2 separate regions of the Triticum aestivum genome follow, and region 1 is linked to region 2. The links are chromatin contacts, called in public Hi-C maps. All regions are on one chromosome and are shown on one strand. Each heading gives the region's core, a stretch centred on a gene start, on an enhancer-like site or on the middle of the called end of the contact. The rest is flanking DNA. Distances are from core to core; before and after follow the strand shown.

Evidence for each region. Hi-C and Micro-C count contacts between places; a contact is called where the count stands out from the background.
Region 1: a contact with region 2 is called in a Hi-C map of leaf, with 3 times the contacts expected there. The contact joins the promoter of LOC123168484 here to the promoter of LOC123168027 in region 2. A contact is called at or near these places in 3 of 5 Hi-C or Micro-C datasets (leaf and root).

Annotation. Positions count from the first base shown.
Region 1 is chr7D:454,058,626-454,063,534 of IWGSC CS RefSeq v2.1, forward strand. LOC123168484 (chitinase 2) reads right to left here and starts at 3,062. Exons shown (of 1, transcript XM_044586372.1): 1 at 1,938-3,062. The coding sequence starts at 3,055. The coding sequence ends at 2,138.
Region 2 is chr7D:453,886,546-453,891,086 of IWGSC CS RefSeq v2.1, forward strand. LOC123168027 (palmitoyl-acyl carrier protein thioesterase, chloroplastic) reads left to right here and starts at 1,799. Exons shown (of 7, transcript XM_044585890.1): 1 at 1,799-1,971; 2 at 2,397-2,960; 3 at 3,054-3,187; 4 at 3,573-3,686; 5 at 3,832-4,015; 6 at 4,105-4,173. The coding sequence starts at 2,457.

The DNA.
Region 1 (4,909 bases), core at 1,812-4,311, 170 kb after region 2:
TGTGTCCATGTTAGCATCGCTCCAAGATGCCTAGCTTAGGGCCCCTACCTCGAGATATGCCAGAATTTGTACTGACACTATGGTATTTTGCTTGTTTATCCCAGGGTTTTGCTGGTTTCCCCGTTTCACTAATGATTATTCATTCAAAATAGAGAAACCTTGTTTCCTCACTTGTCTTCTAATGAAAAAAACTTTTGGAAGGATTTGGAGCCATATTTGGATGATTGAGGAATTTGACCACTTTGTATGGTACGAGCGTGCCCGCTCTTATCAGTGTTCAAACTAGATGCCACAGCTTTCCTTCTCATCTATAGAAGCAACTTTCATAATTGGGCGAAGGCTAACGTGACATCAGAGAACACACCAAGATGTACTAGAGCAGAGGAGGAGATATTTAGAGGAGAATTGCTTCACTTAGGATGGTTCCTACTGCCTCTGCATCACGACCCTTCATTCCCCCATCAACAACACCGCAATTAGAGAGAGAGATTCCAACTTGTAAGGCTATGGTTTGTAAACTCTATTCGTACTTTGATCCAGAGATCGAGATCTATATAATCATTCATCTTATTGAGCCAAGCTACAATAATTTTCATATGGTATCCTTTCATATGAACTTTGTGTTGGTTGTTATCCATTTCAAATAGGCGAGTAATTCCCGCATGCGTGGAAATTTAGAGATTGGTGAGATTCGTTTGTGCCTAATCCTAATGATGATATATTTTCTGAGATTACTTGATTACTAAGTTGATTATCCATGGTAAGTGTAATGTGTGTTGTCCAAATTAAGGTTCTAGACAACACAATCGATAGACCTACATGGGTAAGCATTTATTGTCCAACAAATCTGTGACCTAAAATCAATCAGGTCCCTGCCAAAAAAATGAAAAGCAATCGGGTCCCTCCAGCGAGCTCCCAGCCGCCGTCCACCTCGCCTCCTTTCCCACCCCACTGGAGCTCCACCTCCACCTAGCGGCTGCCACGCCACCACCGGCGAGCTCACCTCCAGAGGGCATGAAGGCAGGGGCTGCCGGCGACGGGTGCCGCAGCGGTCGGGTCCCGCCGCCCCGCCGTGCCTTGCCTGCAGCCGCCGCCCCGACGTGCCTCGCCCGTGGCCGCCGCCTCGCCATGCCTCTCCTGCGCCACCTCCACGCCGTGCCTCGGCGGCCTTGAGGCGGCGAGATCCGGCAAGCCTCGTCGCCGACGAGCTTCTCCCCGGCGCGCCCCTTCACGACGGCGGCCACCCCGCACGCATTGGACGACGGCGGGGCGACGGAAGGGAGCTCCGCGGCGACGCCACGACTGCTCCCGGCGAGATCCTCACGGCGGGGCTGCTGGCCGGCGAGCTCCTTCGGCGGGGCTGTTGGCCGGCGAGCTCCGCCGCGTACAGCAAAGCAGCGGGGACGGCGCTGTTGTTGGCCGGCGAGCTCCTCGAGCTCCGGCGCGTACAGCAGAGCAGCGGGGACGGCGCTGCTGTTGGCCGGCGAGCTCCTCGAGCTCCGGCGCGGCTTGCCGACCGAAGGAGACAGCGTTGCCTTGCCTCGGGGACCCGATTGCTTTTTCAGAAAACTCACAGGAACCTGATTGCTTTTTCAGAAAACTTATAGGGACCGATTGCTTTTTTTACAAAACTTACGTGTAGGACCCACATGTAAGTTAGCGGTCAAACAAACGGTTCGTTTAGGTGCGGGCCCGACCTGTCATAAACCGGTTTAATTCCTTAGCCACGGATGTTTTGGGTTTTTTGAAACAGCCGACGCCGATTCTGGTAGTTATCAGTCACAAACAAATTTGTGGTAGTTTTTTAGAACCATAGAACGAAAAGTGGTAGTTTTATGCTATTTACTCACTGCCACAAGAAAAAAAAATTAGGCGTATGATGTATTGGCGGTCCCATACATACATCCATGCTTCACACTCACACGAAAGACACATCATGCAGAGCAAACCAAAGTAGGGTGCCGCTTATTCAAGCTCTTTTTTTTGCATGGTAATACCGCTTATTCAAGATTGAGTACGTACACGATATTTATTTAGTCCCCGTACATATCCGGGATACATGGCTTCGTACGTATATATGCTGTATGCAGCAAACTTGTCTTATTTGTGCGCCGCAGACATGGATAGAATCCACCACTTAGTGGTTGGCGACGATCTGCTGCGCCTGGGTCTCATACTTAAACCCGTAGGGGCTCATCTTAGAGCTATCCGCCGAAAAGATGAAGATCCCCGGCAGCTTGCCCTGCCGCTGGAGCTCCTTGGCCCCGCTGATGCCTTGATCCGGCGAGAGCAGGCCGGTGACGTCGCCGGTCTTGAAGCTGGCGAGCAACTTGGTGCCGCCGGAGCCGGGGTAGTTGCGCGCCTGCTCGTCGTAGAACTGCACGTAGTACTGGACGATGGTGTTGGCGCCGTAGCCGTAGAACTGGAAGTTGACGTAGTCGATGACGCCGGAGTACTTCCTCCACAGAGCCTGGTAGTACTTCTGGTTGACGGGGAGCTCGTAGGGCGCGATGGAGGTGCGGATGTTGGGGAAGCGGGCCTTGAGCTGGGTGAGCAGGCGGCCGATGCCCTCCACGAACGTGTCGACGTCGGTGCCGAAGTGCTCGTAGTCCACGTCCACGCCGTCCAGCCCGTACTGGTTGATCATGGCGGAGAGGGAGGAGACGGCGTTGGCCACCCACGAGTCGACGGAGGTCGGGGCGTAGGTGGCGTTGACGCCGGTGTTCTGGACGGTGTCGCCGCCGAGGCTGACCATGGTGCTCAGGTTAGGGTGGGCCGCCTTGGCGGCGGCCATGGCGGCGGGGGTGAGGTTGCCCGTGTCCCAGAACGGCTTGAAGACGCCGTTGGTCGGCGTGGGCTTGGACTGCTGGCTCGCCAGGTAGTCGATGGCGAAGGCGAGGATGAAGTGGAAGCTGACGCCGGTGTTGACGGGCACGTCGGAGAACCGGACGCCGGTGAACTGCGCGCCGATGTACTCCCGGAAGAGGTACCCGTTCGTCATGGCTAGCTCAACGGATCGAATGAAATCTAGCTCAGTGGATGGAATGGCATGCATGCTCAGGCATTCTCCGAATTTATAGCGGCTGTGCGCTGACTCGCGTGTGGCCGCTTGCATGCCACGTACGTCCGGAGCGAGTCAACAATGGCGTGCTGCTAGTTTCCGCATCCGTGAGAAGTGTCGTTGTTTTGACGGATCTTCGCGGGCGACGCGCGGGAACATCACACGTTTAGCTCTCATGGCAGCGGTTCTGTGCCTGTGGCTTAACGCTCGAGAGATTTCCATGCTCCGAAGTTGATGACAGTACACCGAGGCGACTACGACATCACATATCCGTTCAGATGTGGAAATTTCAGACTAGATTACACTGGACGAGATCGCCAAGCGCGAATTTCCGTTTCCCACGTGGGTTGTCGGCACATTCTCTTCGCCCGGGCATTAATTTGTTAGGCCACTTTCCAACATTTTTTTTTGTTAGGCCACTCTTACGCGTAGAATTCCACCTTACACTAGCATACGGTATTGACCCTGCGTACAGGATGTCAAAGTTTTTTCCAGTTACCATAATGAAGGCACATGCATGGTACTATCACTGAGTGTGACGTCAACAAATTTTAGCATGGAGTATTGCAGTGTGACCTCTTAAACCATCTCACTCACGTATCGCGTGGATCCTAGGTGGTACGAGCGAGGGCCCTAGGCCCAAACATAATACAATTTTTTTACGAATTTATATAATGCTCCCCAAATTTCAAGGAAATGAATAAATCAGGAAAATTAAAAATGTTCCTAATTTCTACAAAGTACATGAATTTCAAAAACTTTATGGATTTGAATTTTTTTTGGCAGATTTAAAAATTGTTCATGAAATGGAAAAAAGTACACGGATTTTAACAAAAATCATCAATTTGGAAAAAATTTAAAATTGTTTCAGATTTTCATCATAAAAGTTAACGCAAAAGGTTCACAAATTTTAAAACTATTTATGAGTTTCAAAAAAGTTCACGAGTTTGAGAAAGTGTTTGTGGATTTGATTTTATTAGGTAAATAAAAAAAGGAAAACCAAGATTTTTTTTTTTTGAAAAAACCAGTTCATCAACAATTCTAGAACCTTCTCAAAACTGGTAAGAGAGAAAAGCCACTAAATCGGCCGATCCAGATTGCATCGTTGCATTCCCTGAGGTGCGCATTTGCGCGGTATTTGCAATGTGGCGTGGGGGTGGGGGGGGGGGGGGTTATGTGCCAGGGCGCTTCCCAGCGACCTACGCGCCATAAAGGAACCGCCCCCTGATTTTTTTTTTGAGAAGAAGGAACCACCCACTGATATGTCTTGCTTCACGCGAGATGAAGCGAGCGCTCGCGTCAACCAGTGCCCATAATGGGCCGGCCCATAGGGGACCACGGGCATCCGGCGTTTTATTTTCTTTCTTTCCTTGTGTTTTCCTTTTTGTATTTTGCTTATATTTCATAATATTCTAGTTATATGTACAATAAAACCATTTTACATACAGAATTGAAAAATGTTAAACACGCATTTGAAAAATGTTAAACTTATATAGTGAAAATGTTTGTCATGTATATGAAAAAATAAAATGTGCAAGAAATAATTTGACCATGTATTTAAAAAATGCTACTCAAGCTCTCATGGCAGCGGCTCTGCTTCGGAGCCTGAGGCTTAACACTGCAGAGATTTCCATGCACCGAAGTTGAATACAGTATACCGAGGCGACTACGACATCACACAGATGATATCCGTTCTGATGCGGAAACTTCAGACTAGATTACAATGGACGAGACCACCAAGCGCGAATTTCCGTTTACCTCGTGGGTTGTCGGCACATTTCTCCGACATTAATTTGTTAGGCCACTTCCCAGCAAATTATTTTTGTTAGACCACTTGTACGCGTAGAA
Region 2 (4,541 bases), core at 549-3,048:
CGCAAGTAGCAAGGGCAAGAAATGACCCTACATCTCCCTATCACACAAAGAACAAGAAGAACGTGTTGGCAGGTGCCTATAAGATTTACACTGGTTCGTTGCTAAGGCCCCCGACACCGCTTTACAGGCTATAATTTAATCTTTTGTGGTACGGACGCATTCCAAATAGAACGTCAAATAGAACGATTTCCCTCTGGATTTTCACTAAATGCACTAGCAGCAAATAATTCCTCATGGTCAAGTGGCCTTAAAAGGCCAAGTGATGGAAGTAGAATTGGCCCACATAGGCCCGTGTAGTGGAGGCACCCACTTTTTCCAAGTGGGGAGGCTGAATTGGACTAGGGAAGGAGCCCTAGACCGGCGCGCAAGGAGGGGCTCTTTCCCTCCTTGTGTGGCGTCCTCCCTCTCCCTCAAACCTATATATACTATAATCTAAAAAAACCTATATATACTAGAGGTTTTGACACTATTAGATACACAAGTTTTGGAGCCTCCTCTAGTTCTCTAGTTCTAGTTGTAGTTGGTCCTAGTTCATCAATTAGAGCCTAGCTTAGGTCCTCTAATCCTCATAATTAGAAGTTCGGTGTGATTCTAATCTTCTCCCTCTAATTCTCCGACGACGATTAGCTCTGCACAGCGAAGCGCTGCCGGATCGTGAAGACCGTACGCTTGCAACCAAGTAGAGAGGCCGTGCTTTCGGTCTTTCGTCCGAGGGATCGTTCGTGGGCAGTTTGCAGGATCTCATCTACGGTTCGAGGGACTCCAAGTACAATCTACACCGACTCGTCTACTTCCGTTGCTACTCGGAGTCGATAACGATTGTGATCCAAACCGTTTATGCATATTCATATTGTTCCTGGGTGTTCGTAGAGTGATTTTTTTTTGTTTTCTAATATTTTTTCCAACAGGACACGCCTTGAAGTTTGAAATAAATGTAGAAAAATGCCACCACCCGTGCCAAATTTAGGACTTGAACCTGGGTGAACAGATTCCACCATAAGGAACTTAGTCATCCGAGCTATGCATGGTTCGCTGCACGACATTATGCGTCATTTGGATCACAGATTCTAAGAACGCAGGAAAAGAAAAAAAACACAAGAATTGGATATTGATGCATATGTAAAGCAGAGGGTTGGAAAACGTAGAAATTTTGCAGGCTTGTGCGTTTGGTTCGCGGAAATCCTAATAATCAGTGAAATCATATCAAACCACATGAAAATGTATAATTAGCATGTTATTGTGCCACTACGAATCTCAGTCTTATTCTTCGTGTGTAGAATTTTGAAAGAGAGGTCCCGATGGATTATAAAATTCCTGCGTTTTTCCTCTGAATCCGAGACCACATAAATTTTTTCTTCACTTTTACTTTGCTACATTTCTTTGAACCAGAGGCTTGAATAGTCCCATCGTAGTATTTTTCCCCCTATTCTTATGCGTTTCTTTACTTTTCCTTTGATCCAAAAGAGACTTTAGAATGCTTTATGAATACATTTTTTTTGACATGTTTCTGAACAATATTTAATCCCACGGCCTTGGTCGCGCCACATGCATGCTATCCGCTTGATCTTACTATATTTCCCAATTTCCCACGTTTCTCTCCCGTGCCCGTGCCGGTGCCCACAGCACCAGCCACCACAGCGTTCATTACTCGAGGAGTGGACAGGTAGGATCACATCAACATCTCCTGTTTCGTACTCCATCCTATCCGTCCGTCCGCCCTCCAGACTCCAGGGAGTCCAGGGGCAGAACCGTCACCCCCCCTACAAAGCTGGTCTCCTTTTAAAGTCCGCGGTGGCAGAGCACACCCTACCCCTGTGACAGAGGAGAAAACAGAGGCACCCGGCCCCGCCCCGACACAGCGCGACCCAAGCCGCCAGAATACAAACCACCGCCCCGCCCGCCTCCTCTCCCCTCGGCGCCCGCGGCCGAGACCCGCCGCCTCCGTCGTCGTCTCCTCCTACCCCCGAAAAGGTAGGTCTCCTCGCCCCCACCGCACTCGTTCATTGGGGAGGGCGGTTCTTGGTCGGATACGCCCGGGAGCAACATGCGGCGAGGCTGTCGGTCCGGCGCCGCCTCTTTTCTGGGCGCTGCTTGGCTGTTCCGGACCCGGCAGCCGCGGATTCGCGGGGGGTTAGGATCTCTGCTGCCCTCGCCGGATCTCGAGCTTAGGAGGGGTTCGGGTGTTCCGTTTGGCGCCTCTTTTTTCCTGGCCTGAATCTTCTTCTCTTTTGCTCTGGTTGCCGTTACTGCGCGGTTCGCCTTCACCCTCGGTTCCTGCCCGTATGCTGCTGTTGTTGCCAGTAGTTAGCTTCCATGGCGCCTCTGCACTGCGCTTATGCTATTTCTTAGCTGTCTTTTTTTTACCGTTGCTGATGTTTTTCTTGTTTGAAATTCAGGCTGAGATCGCCGGTTCGCGGGCCATTTGATTTGGCGCGCGCTTTCTAGCCGTGCTTCCCATGGCCGGGTCCATCGCGGCCGCGGCCTTCTTCCCGGGGCCGCCGGCACCGCCGCCGCCCAAGAGCGCCCTCGGCGAGCGCCCGGACAGCCTGGACGTCCGCGGCATGGCCGCGAAGCAGGCCTCGTCGTCCTCCGCCGTGAGGGCCGGCAGGACGCGCGCCCACGCGGCCGTCCCCAAGGTGAACGGCGGCGGCGGCAAGTCGGCGCTGGCGGACGCGGAGCACGATGCCATGCCCTCGGCCGCGCAGCCGAGGACGTTCTACAACCAGCTGCCCGACTGGAGCATGCTCCTCGCGGCCATCACCACCATCTTCCTGGCCGCCGAGAAGCAGTGGACGCTGCTCGACTGGAAGCCCAAGCGGCCCGACATGCTCGTCGACACGCTGGGTTTCGGCACGATTGTACACGACGGCGTCATGTTCAGGCAGAACTTCTCCATCAGGTCCTACGAGATTGGGGCCGACAGGACGGCGTCCATTGAGACGCTCATGAACCATCTGCAGGTGAGTTTCTTGCCGCGGTTTCGAGGCGTAACAAGACTGCTCTATCTGGTTATTGGGCACTGACATATTTTTCTATTTTTGGGTGTGATGCAGGAAACTGCACTCAATCATGTGAAGGTCGTTGGGCTTCTAGGAGACGGTTTTGGCTCAACCCCGGAGATGAGTAAACGGAACTTGTTCTGGGTTGTCAGCCAAATGCAGGCCATCGTCGAGCGTTATCCATGCTGGTATATCTCACACACTAGCATTTCCCTTTTCCTTTTGTTCTCTTATATAATTTGAGCTTGAATAGGTTTTACAATAATCTTTGGAACAATCAGTGCGGTTAAGGGGAGTTTTCGAGTTGTTTAACAAATGAATGTGAAAGTGATGCTCCATAATAGCGTCTGCTTTATGTCATAATTATTAGGTCAGCAATTCCCACCTGTCATGGTGTGTGCAGGCAGCAGACTTTCAGTATTTGATGCAGAGAGGCCTTCTTTGAATCTCTTAGTGTCATGTGTTACATTTATTGGCAGATGTCAAAAACGTTTAATTTTGTTAGCTGAAAGTTGTATGTCGCCATAAGGAGTTGCTTTTTTATTGTTTTAATTCATTTGGTTTTCATTGCAGGGGTGACACTGTTGAGGTGAATACTTGGGTTGGCGCTCATGGTAAAAACGGGATGCGTCGAGACTGGCATATACGTGATTCTGTGACGGGCCATACAGTACTGAAGGCTACAAGGTTCAAATTTTGGTCACTCAGAGATAGCATCAATCACATATCCTTTCAGTATTAGCTAATGCTGCGTGGATTAGATTTGTTTTTCTTCTGCCCCACATATTCAGAGTCTGTCATCTATGCATTCTAATTTTCGTTAAATTTGCAGTAAATGGGTTATGATGAACAAGCTTACCAGAAAGCTTGCAAGAATTCCAGATGAAGTACGGGCTGAAATAGTGCCGTTCTTTTCTGAGTATGCTGCCATTGAAGACCAAGACCACCGAAAATTTCCCAAACTGCCAGAGTATGACCGTGCTACCTCAGCCAAATATGTCCGGACAGGCCTGACTGTAAGTTTTGCACACACATACAGTACAAGATTGCAAGTATATATTCTATCTTCTTATGCTGTTTACTTATTATCATATATATGATGCAGCCTCGGTGGGCTGATCTTGATATCAATCAGCATGTCAATAATGTTAAATACATTGGCTGGATCCTTGAGGTAAAAGACAAAGTTTCCCTTTCATGTGCATCTTTATTTATCGCTGAGACATAAAAAATTGCTTCTTGATTTGTAGTTAAGCATGCTACTTTCAGAAGCTGTTTTGATTTAATCTTCATCTGGCCAAATATCCCAGAACGAATGCGCCTATGCTACTACTTAGCGTGTGCACCTACCTATTCCCAACCTCAGCAAATATTATTCGCTAGCTCTCTAGCCTTTCAAAGTATAAGTTGGAGAAGAAATGTATTTTCTGATCTGATCTGATAGATTTAACTATGTTAGGTTGGTCACCTAGGTACCTAACCATGTTGCTCACTTGTGTTGCTTTCGTAAAAGATCTTGACTGGAATCCTTATATACATAAC